Linked DNA regions of Capra hircus: region 1 is linked to region 2. Evidence: chromatin contacts called from public Hi-C data. All regions are on one chromosome and are shown on one strand. Each heading gives the region's core, a stretch centred on a gene start, on an enhancer-like site or on the middle of the called end of the contact. The rest is flanking DNA. Distances are from core to core; before and after follow the strand shown.

Region 1 (4,155 bases), core at 755-3,254, 250 kb before region 2:
ATTTTAAATCCGTGATTCAGACTGGTCACCTTTTTCTTAATAATCTACCAGAAAGAGTTAACTGGACAGATCCTTCTGAAATATTTATAACAAGAATTTTTACAATATGACTTTGGCATTTGTTTGTGTGTGTATATCAAGCTATGTGTGTATATGCATGTAAACAACAGTGGTTCATCTCTGTGTTTCCTCTTCACTAGCGTTTACTGTTTTCTTGACTACTGAATTTTATTTATTTCTGAAATTCATGTGTGAGCTGCAGAGCTGTTTTGACCCCTGATCAGCTATGTGACTTGGAGCAAGTTGCTAACAGGCAAGTTGCTTGTGCCTTAATGCCCTTTCTTGCCTTGGCTAGAATACTTCCTTGCTCTGTCTCTTAAGAAGACATGAGCACTTTGCCTTAAAAAGTTGTTACTGTTTACGTTAATAACATAACAGTCATTATCAGTATTGTATTGGAAGAACCAATGTGATGAAGCTGTAATTCTCTGATGAGTGGTACTTCTGTACAGTGGTGTGGTTAGGATTCAGAAACACAGCTCACTTCTTTAAAATACACTTCCCCTTTGCTGCTTTCATAATTTGTTTTAGGACTTAGACAACATGATAGGCGACAGAACAGCTGAGCAACCTCTGCAGTTGCAGCCAGGCTGAGGTTCGCTCTTGCCCAAGTCGTGTGTAGGTAGGGGTGTCTTGGCCCCAGACTGCAGAGCCACTTCCCCACATCTCTTTGGGAGACTTGACATTTACCCCATGGATTCTCTTTTCTCTGGAACTGCTGATATGGGAAATTCAGTTCTCTCCCTCTCGTGTTGAGCGGGGTGGGGTGGGGGCAGCTGTCCAGGTGATAGACGAGTTCTGAGGTTCAGACCTGTGTTTACTCCTTCTTGGTATTCCGTGAAAGTCCATTGAAAGCAGTAATGCATGGGATGAAGGCATTTGAGGCCTTAGTCCTGCCTCTGTGGTTGAACTGTGGTCACAGAACGAGGGGAGGACAGTGTCCCGTGGGGGCTGTGCTGGGCCGTGGAAAGCATTATTCCCTTACACGCCTGTGCCGCCCCCCGCCCCCCCACCGTCCCCCAGTTGCCTTGTTGTCCCAGTGGCCCAGCCTCTGCTTCCGAGTTAGGGCCTAGGTGAACACAGAACCCAGAATCCTTGATGTTTACTCTTCTAGCATGATGCTGCTTGCCTTTGCATTCAGGGTAGTGTGAGGTTTTGTGGGCTGCCGTGGACAGGGCACTGAGAGGATGGGGCCAAGGTAACCGGGAAAGGGCCTCACTTTCTGAGGAGGGCGCCCTATCTCAGCTTCTGCTTGGTTTTACAGACCCACTGTCGCCTGATCACCCAGCCTTTCAGGAGAACCTGGATGTGAGAATTTGTACGTGAACTCTCCCAATTGTATATCACTCTGCCAGCCAGGCAGGATGTCTTTCTGGTTATGATGCTATTTTATGAGTAGGACGAAAACTACATTTTAAGTCTTTAATTCAGATTGGTCACCTTTTCTGAGTAATCTATCAGAAAGAGTGGCTGGACAGACCCTTCTGAAATATTTATGACAATTTTTGCAGTATGGCTTCGGCATCTGTGTGTGGGGGGGGCCGTGTTTGCTCAGATGCCTGTCACCTTCCAGGCCCTGCTACGTGTTTCATGCAACACTCACATACTTGCCTGTTCAGTGTTTCAGAGCCATTTCTGCTCTGCCTTCTGGATGCGGAGAAGAATAATAACCACACGAGGCAGTTGCCATAGGGGCTGTGGGGACCTCCTGCGGATTCCAAGCCCTGACAGCCTGTCACACGAGACTCACAGGCAGGAGTCACATTCCTGACCTTACCCCTGAGCGGCAGGGTGGGAGGGTCCCCCTCCCCCTTCCAGGGCCGCCAGATCACTTCCTTTCATGTGACTTCTCCCCTGGTTTGTGCTGGGTGTGGTGGGGGGGGGGCACGGTGCGGGAAGCAGCTGTGTCTCCGGGTGCCGCAAGGACGTGGATAGAAGGGAAAGTCAAAAGGAGGCAGGAAGAGCGGCCTTTCACTTCTCTATCTGGGACTGGAGGAAGCTGCCCCTCCTCTAAGTAATGCGAAGGCCGGATGGCACTGGCTGGTGGACGCACGTTCCTCTTCTCTGCTGTTAAATCCAAACGGATGTATTTAGTATTTGTATTTATTTTCTATCCAGGCTGTTCACAGAGCTCTCCCTGGGCAGGTGTGATGAGTTCACACGGGTTTTTTTGAACGGAGAGTCCAGGGCAGACCTTCCTTCAGCTCTGGCCCAGGCCTCCGGGGCCAGTCCGGCTCCACATCAGTGTGGCTGCAGGACTCTGCCCACATGGTCCACAGGGCCGAAGCCTGGTGTCTGTTCTGTCCCAGTGGTGCTTGTTCCATGTCTCCTCTTGCAAGTGCGGGGCTCTGCAGGCCCAGGGCAGCATTCCTCCTGCCCAGCAGCGTATCATCAGCCTTGAGCACCGCGCCGGGGCCCGGCAAGCCCTTGGGAGACATTTACTGAGTCGGTGCTTTGGGTGCTTGTAAAAAAGCTGCTAGGACCATGAACTGGAAGCAGCCACCCCTCTGAAGGCTTTGGCTTAGGTGGGAGGGTGTGAGGGCAACCGAGATCTATGTGGAATGTCAGGTTTGCCAGGGATTCAGGCACGAGAGGTTATGTAGAGGTGCAGGTGCATGGTGCAGACAGGACAGCTCTCCACCGGCGACGCAGAAGGTCAGTGCCTTTCCTTGGTGGCATCGCAGACAGTTCACCTACCTTGATGAGTCTCAGTTCTTTGTTTGGGAAATGGGTATTCTGTCTGCTGATGATGGGAAAATTGCACAAAACTGTATGGATGAAACATTTCAATATTTTATAGCAAGTAGAAAAATCCCATGGACGGAGGAGGCTGGTGGGCTGCAGTCCATAGGGTTGCTAAGAGTCAGACATGACTGAGCGAATTCACTTTCACTTTTCACTTTCATGCATTGGAGAAGGAAATAGCAACCTATTCCAGTGTTCTTGCCTGGAGAATCCCAGGGACGGCGACGCCTGGTGGGCTGCCATCTACGGGGTCGCACAGAGTAGGACATGACTGAAGCGACTTAGCAGCAGCAGCAGCAGCAACAGCAGACAGGTACTCAATAAATGCCAGCTGCTGTCCTGACGGATGGGTTTAGGGAGGCAGTGAAAGACTCCAGAAAGATGGAAGCAATGTGATCCCTTGGGACCTCTGTAGGTGTGCATGCATGCACGCGCACACACATGCACCCTTCTACCCATTTCATGCACACACACACACACACACACACCCTTCTACCCATCTCTCACACACACACCCCTCTACCCATCTCACACGTGCACACACACACCCCTCTCTACCCATCTCATGCATGCACACATATACTCCTCTGCCCGTCTCTCACACACACACCCCTCTACCCATCTTATGCACACTTGCACACATACACCTACACACCCACACACCTGTGCCCATCTCACAATCCACCAGTCCCTAAAGCACAGCCTAGACCTGTCCACCTTTTTCACGTCCTTGGATTCTCACAGAGGCTTTACCCTCTGTAGGGAAGCAGTTGGACAGAATCAGCTCTCCTCCCTAGGCACTGTGTCTGAGTACCGTGTTATAAGAGAGGTCATGCTCATTTCGGTGCTTTAGATTGTTTTTTTTTTAAATGTTGTTGAAGAAAAAGGTCACCTTGTGTCTGAGTATTGTGTTATAAGAGAGGTCATGCTCATTTCAGTGCTTTAGATTGTTTTTTTTTTTAATGTTGTTGAAGAAAAAGTCACCTTCTAAAGACCAGGAACCAAGACTTATGTGTGCAACTTACTTGCTCGCTTGTATCTTACTCTGCGACTCCATGGACGTTATGTAGCCAAGCAGGCTCCTCGGTCTGTGGGATTCTCCAGACAGGAACTCTAGGGTGGATTGTCATTCCCTTCTCCAGGGGACCTTCCTGACACGGGGATCTCCTTCACTGGCAGGTAGACTCTTTACCACTGTGCCGCCTGGGAGCCCTGGACTCCAGATGAAGAGATCAAATGAGGCGAAAGTCAAGCAAACTAGGAAAGTACCGCACGTCTGGCTCCCATTAAGGTTCCCCGTGCTGAGCTGTTAGGACACTTGTCCGTGCTGCTCATGGCCCAACCAGAGCT
Region 2 (3,726 bases), core at 217-2,716:
CAGCAAAAGATAGCTTTGCCTTAATATAATGCAAATCCTGAGCTATTTGTTTTCTAATAGTTTTTTTATTTCTGCCTCCGCATCCTTTTACTCTACCCCTCTCATAATCAGGAAGCCAGGGATGTTGGCAAGACCTCTAGTTGGGGCCAGCAGTTCACACTGTGTCCACAGCTGAAAGGAGGGCTGAGATTGGCCTTCATGGGCACCAAGCCCCATGGCCTGCATCCCTGCGTGCTGTCTGCAAGAAAGTCATTGTCCATCACTCTATCTTGAAGTCAGAGCCATTCAGCTACCTCGAAACGTGGTATTTAGAGGACCCGGAGAGTGGTCCTCTTCTATTTTAATCAGCACTCTGTTCTGTATATTATAGATGGTGATCCAGCAGAACCTAAAGCTTTTCATTTACATCAGGTGTCAAGATTTGAAGAAACAGCCACTATATAATGTTGAATGGAGAAATTGAGTATCCTGATGGTATCATAGAGTGCTGAAGCAGGCTACTGTCCGACCAGAACTCAAGGATATCAAATAGTCACTAATGACACCCTCATTGGGCTTTCCTGGTGGCTCAGACTACCAGTAAACAATCTGCCTGCAATGCAGGAGACCCAGGTTCAATCCCTGAGTTGGGAAGATCCCCTGGAGAAGGGAATGGCAACCCACTCCAGTATTCTTGCCTGGAGAATCCCATGGACAGAGGAGCCTGGCAGGCTACAGTCCATAGGGTCACAAAGAGTCAGACATAACTGAGCAACTAACACTTTCAGTGACACCCTCATCCTCTGGTTAATTGACTTTTCTTCTTTTTTGTTAACTGGTTCGTTACTATAGGCAAATTCATTAGGCCCAAGGAAGTGTAGCTACATACCATACTAGGAAAGTGTACTCCATTATTTTTATTTGCCTTGAGTTTGTATAGCTTTTCTGAAACAGCATTAATGATGCTTGAACTCTGTTGAACACTGATATCATGTGTGCACGAGAGGTATGCATGCTTGCCTGATTATTTCTATGCAGAAACATGCCTTTCCTTTCCTGAAAACAAGCATCTGAGCTTAAAACTGATTGCTTAACCAAATGAGGATTCATGTTTTGTAATTGAACTTTCTGGTGAATCAGTACGCAAGTTCATCCTGTTCTGACTCTTCTCTTGGCCTCCAGAGTAGTCTTCCTCATATTTTGAGTTAAAACAGCCTTGGAGAACAGCACATCTCAGGGAGCTCCTCCTGGCTTTGTTTTTGCCCTGTGTGTCTTAGTGATAGGAAAGCTGGTAAATGGAAACGTTGACTTCTTCCCTTGTGCCTGCCTGCAGACCATACCCCAGGGCTACACAATGTATGGAACCCAGATGCCTTTGCAGCAGACCCCTCAGCAGCAGGCTGGCAGCGTGGTCCTGTCTCCTACCTATAATTCCAGAACTTATCCGGCCGCTCACTCCAACCCAGCGCTCATGGAAAGACTCAGACAGATGCAGCAGCCGCCGAGCGGCTACGTTCAGCAGCAGGCGCCACCGTACCTGCATCCCCTGACCGGCTCCCAGAGGTGATGCATGTGGAAATGGTTACAGTGGTGGCCACTCAAATCCTGATCTTTACTGTGCTTCCCTCAGGACGTGGTGTTATATAATTGTCCTTATGAGCTTGCATATTTCCACATCATTTTCATTCTGTCGTCTCATTTTTAGCAGCATCTGGATTGTGGTTCAAAAGAAGCAGTGTCTCACCTTGTTTGTTTGACTCACATCTCCCTTAGTATTTGTGTAGTATTTTTCAGTGATAACACTGTGTTAGCTCCAGTGTTCTTTTTTTCCTTCTCTTTTATAAAAAGGTTTTAAATTGTAAAAACCTTTTTTTAACTCATAAAAAAATGGTTGCTTATCCCTAGCAATGCCTTACTTGAATATGTTGATTGGCACCTTAAAGCCTGTGATTACAGTGCTCATTGTGTGTGGTATGCAAACAGTTCTGTTACACATCTCAGTTTTTACCTTTTCCACTTCAGAAATGGCTGGCAAAACCGGGCCATGAATGTCTCTTATTCAGTTCTTGCTTAGCTGGAAGTTGTAGACATAGTGTATAACTGAACTGTCCATTAGAGTAGCTACTAGCCACGTGGGCTGTTTTAATTTAGACTAATCAAAGTTTTAAAATGCTGTTCCTCAGTTCTCAGTCACAGTAGTAACATTTCAAGTGTTCATTAACCACATGTGGCCAACAGGACCAGCTTTGAAGATATGTGATCTGTGCAGTCAGGCAGGACTGTGTATTTAGAGAGGCCTGTGTGGTTGCTATTAATGCTCTGCTGTCACTCACTTGAAATTCTTGCTCATTTTTGATCAGAGAGCCCTGCATTCTTTTTTTGCCCTGAGACCCAGTAATTGTGTAGCCGGTGACCAGTGGCTGTCTTACTGGACAGCACAGATGCAGTCAGCGTAGAATGTTCTGTTGCATGGCATCGGTCTAGGGGAATTGAGTTTCCTGCAGAATGTCGGAATGTTGCTCTCCCATGGACAGCAGCTTTGCTCTTGTGTGTTACCGTCAAAGAGTTCAGGTCAACTCCAAGTAATCACTGTTTGGAAAACTGGCACGGTTGATGGCAGCACATTTGGAAACATGAATAAATTTAGAAAACATGCATTGTATTTATTATTTGTCTAGTAAGTGGCAACATAGCATACTGCCTAAGAAATTGAACTTCAGAGCCCCAAAGTTCTGGGTTTAAATCCCACCTGTGCCATTTGCTGTCTTACTACCTTTGGTAACTACTTCTCTAGCTCTGTTTTCTCACTTTAAAAGTAGGGCTAACAAAACTGCTGAACACGAAGGAGGGCTGTGGGGGTAGTAAACGAAATAACAGATTTCAGATTTTTCCCACAGCGCCTGCTCCAGGTAAAATGCTCAGTTAATGTCACTTATTAGAAACTATCAGAACATTTTTAAAAAGTAATTTATCCATGTTGCTATCTTACTGTAAGTAGTAAGTATACTTGCTGTTCTTTTGTCAGGTGATACTGTGTGTCCCTGAGAATCTAGGTGACCTTGACTGCTGGCCTTTATTGCATTTGAATTGTACAAAGTGATTATTGAATATGATGGTTTATTTGTGAGTGTATGTACGGCTCCCACGGCACTGATCAAAAACTTTGACAGTGCACTAGGGCCTGAAAACAAGTTCTTTCTTCTTTACCAGGCTGAATCATCAGTCGCTTCAGCAGAGCCCTCTGGTGGGTGGAGGAATCGATGCGGTGCTGACTTCCGCACATCCAAACCTTCCCTCAGTGCCCTTGTCTCAGGACCCCATGAGACCCAGACAGCCACAGGTTCGACAGCAGCAGAGGCTTCTCCAGGTAGGGGGCTGGGAGTGAGTGAATTGTGGGTAGAATCCTCAGCAGCCTTAAGAAATAACAGACGCTTCAGACTATTAATTTCTTGAGTTCCAAGGAATCCTGTGTATGTGACACTAGGAGCTAAATTGGTGTCATTTAGCTCCAGTTTGGCAGAGGTCTTCCTTCCTCTGTGCATCCACCTGGTTGTTTTAGGCAGGAGGGTATATAATGTAGACATTCCTTTGCCACTCCCAAAGGTCTGGGAGGGTAACTAGATGCCTTTGTCTTAATAGTGTAAGCCTCAGTTTCCCCAGTCACTGTTCAACTACAGACCATGTGATTTGAGTTCAAAATTTCTTGTGTGTGTTTTTCTTTTTGTTTAAATTGAGCTGTCCAGAGTT

The links. Hi-C and Micro-C count contacts between places; a contact is called where the count stands out from the background.
Region 1: a Hi-C map of blood shows a contact between it and region 2, with 4 times the contacts expected there. The contact joins two enhancer-like sites. A contact is called at or near these places in 2 of 5 Hi-C or Micro-C datasets (both in blood).

The regions. Positions count from the first base shown.
Region 1 is chr1:116,535,215-116,539,369 of ARS1.2, reverse strand. All of the region lies in intron 11 of MED12L (mediator of RNA polymerase II transcription subunit 12-like protein), which reads left to right. Among named protein-coding and RNA genes, the nearest start is that of GPR171, 37 kb to the right of the region's middle. Within about 2 kb of position 2,004, at least 2 of the 5 cell types and tissues checked have an H3K27ac peak or open chromatin away from gene starts, as enhancers often do.
Region 2 is chr1:116,280,966-116,284,691 of ARS1.2, reverse strand. It overlaps MED12L (mediator of RNA polymerase II transcription subunit 12-like protein), which reads left to right. Exons shown (of 44, transcript XM_018049036.1): 40 at 1,313-1,542; 41 at 3,190-3,346. Among named protein-coding and RNA genes, the nearest start is that of P2RY12, 27 kb to the left of the region's middle. Within about 2 kb of position 1,466, at least 1 of the 5 cell types and tissues checked has an H3K27ac peak or open chromatin away from gene starts, as enhancers often do.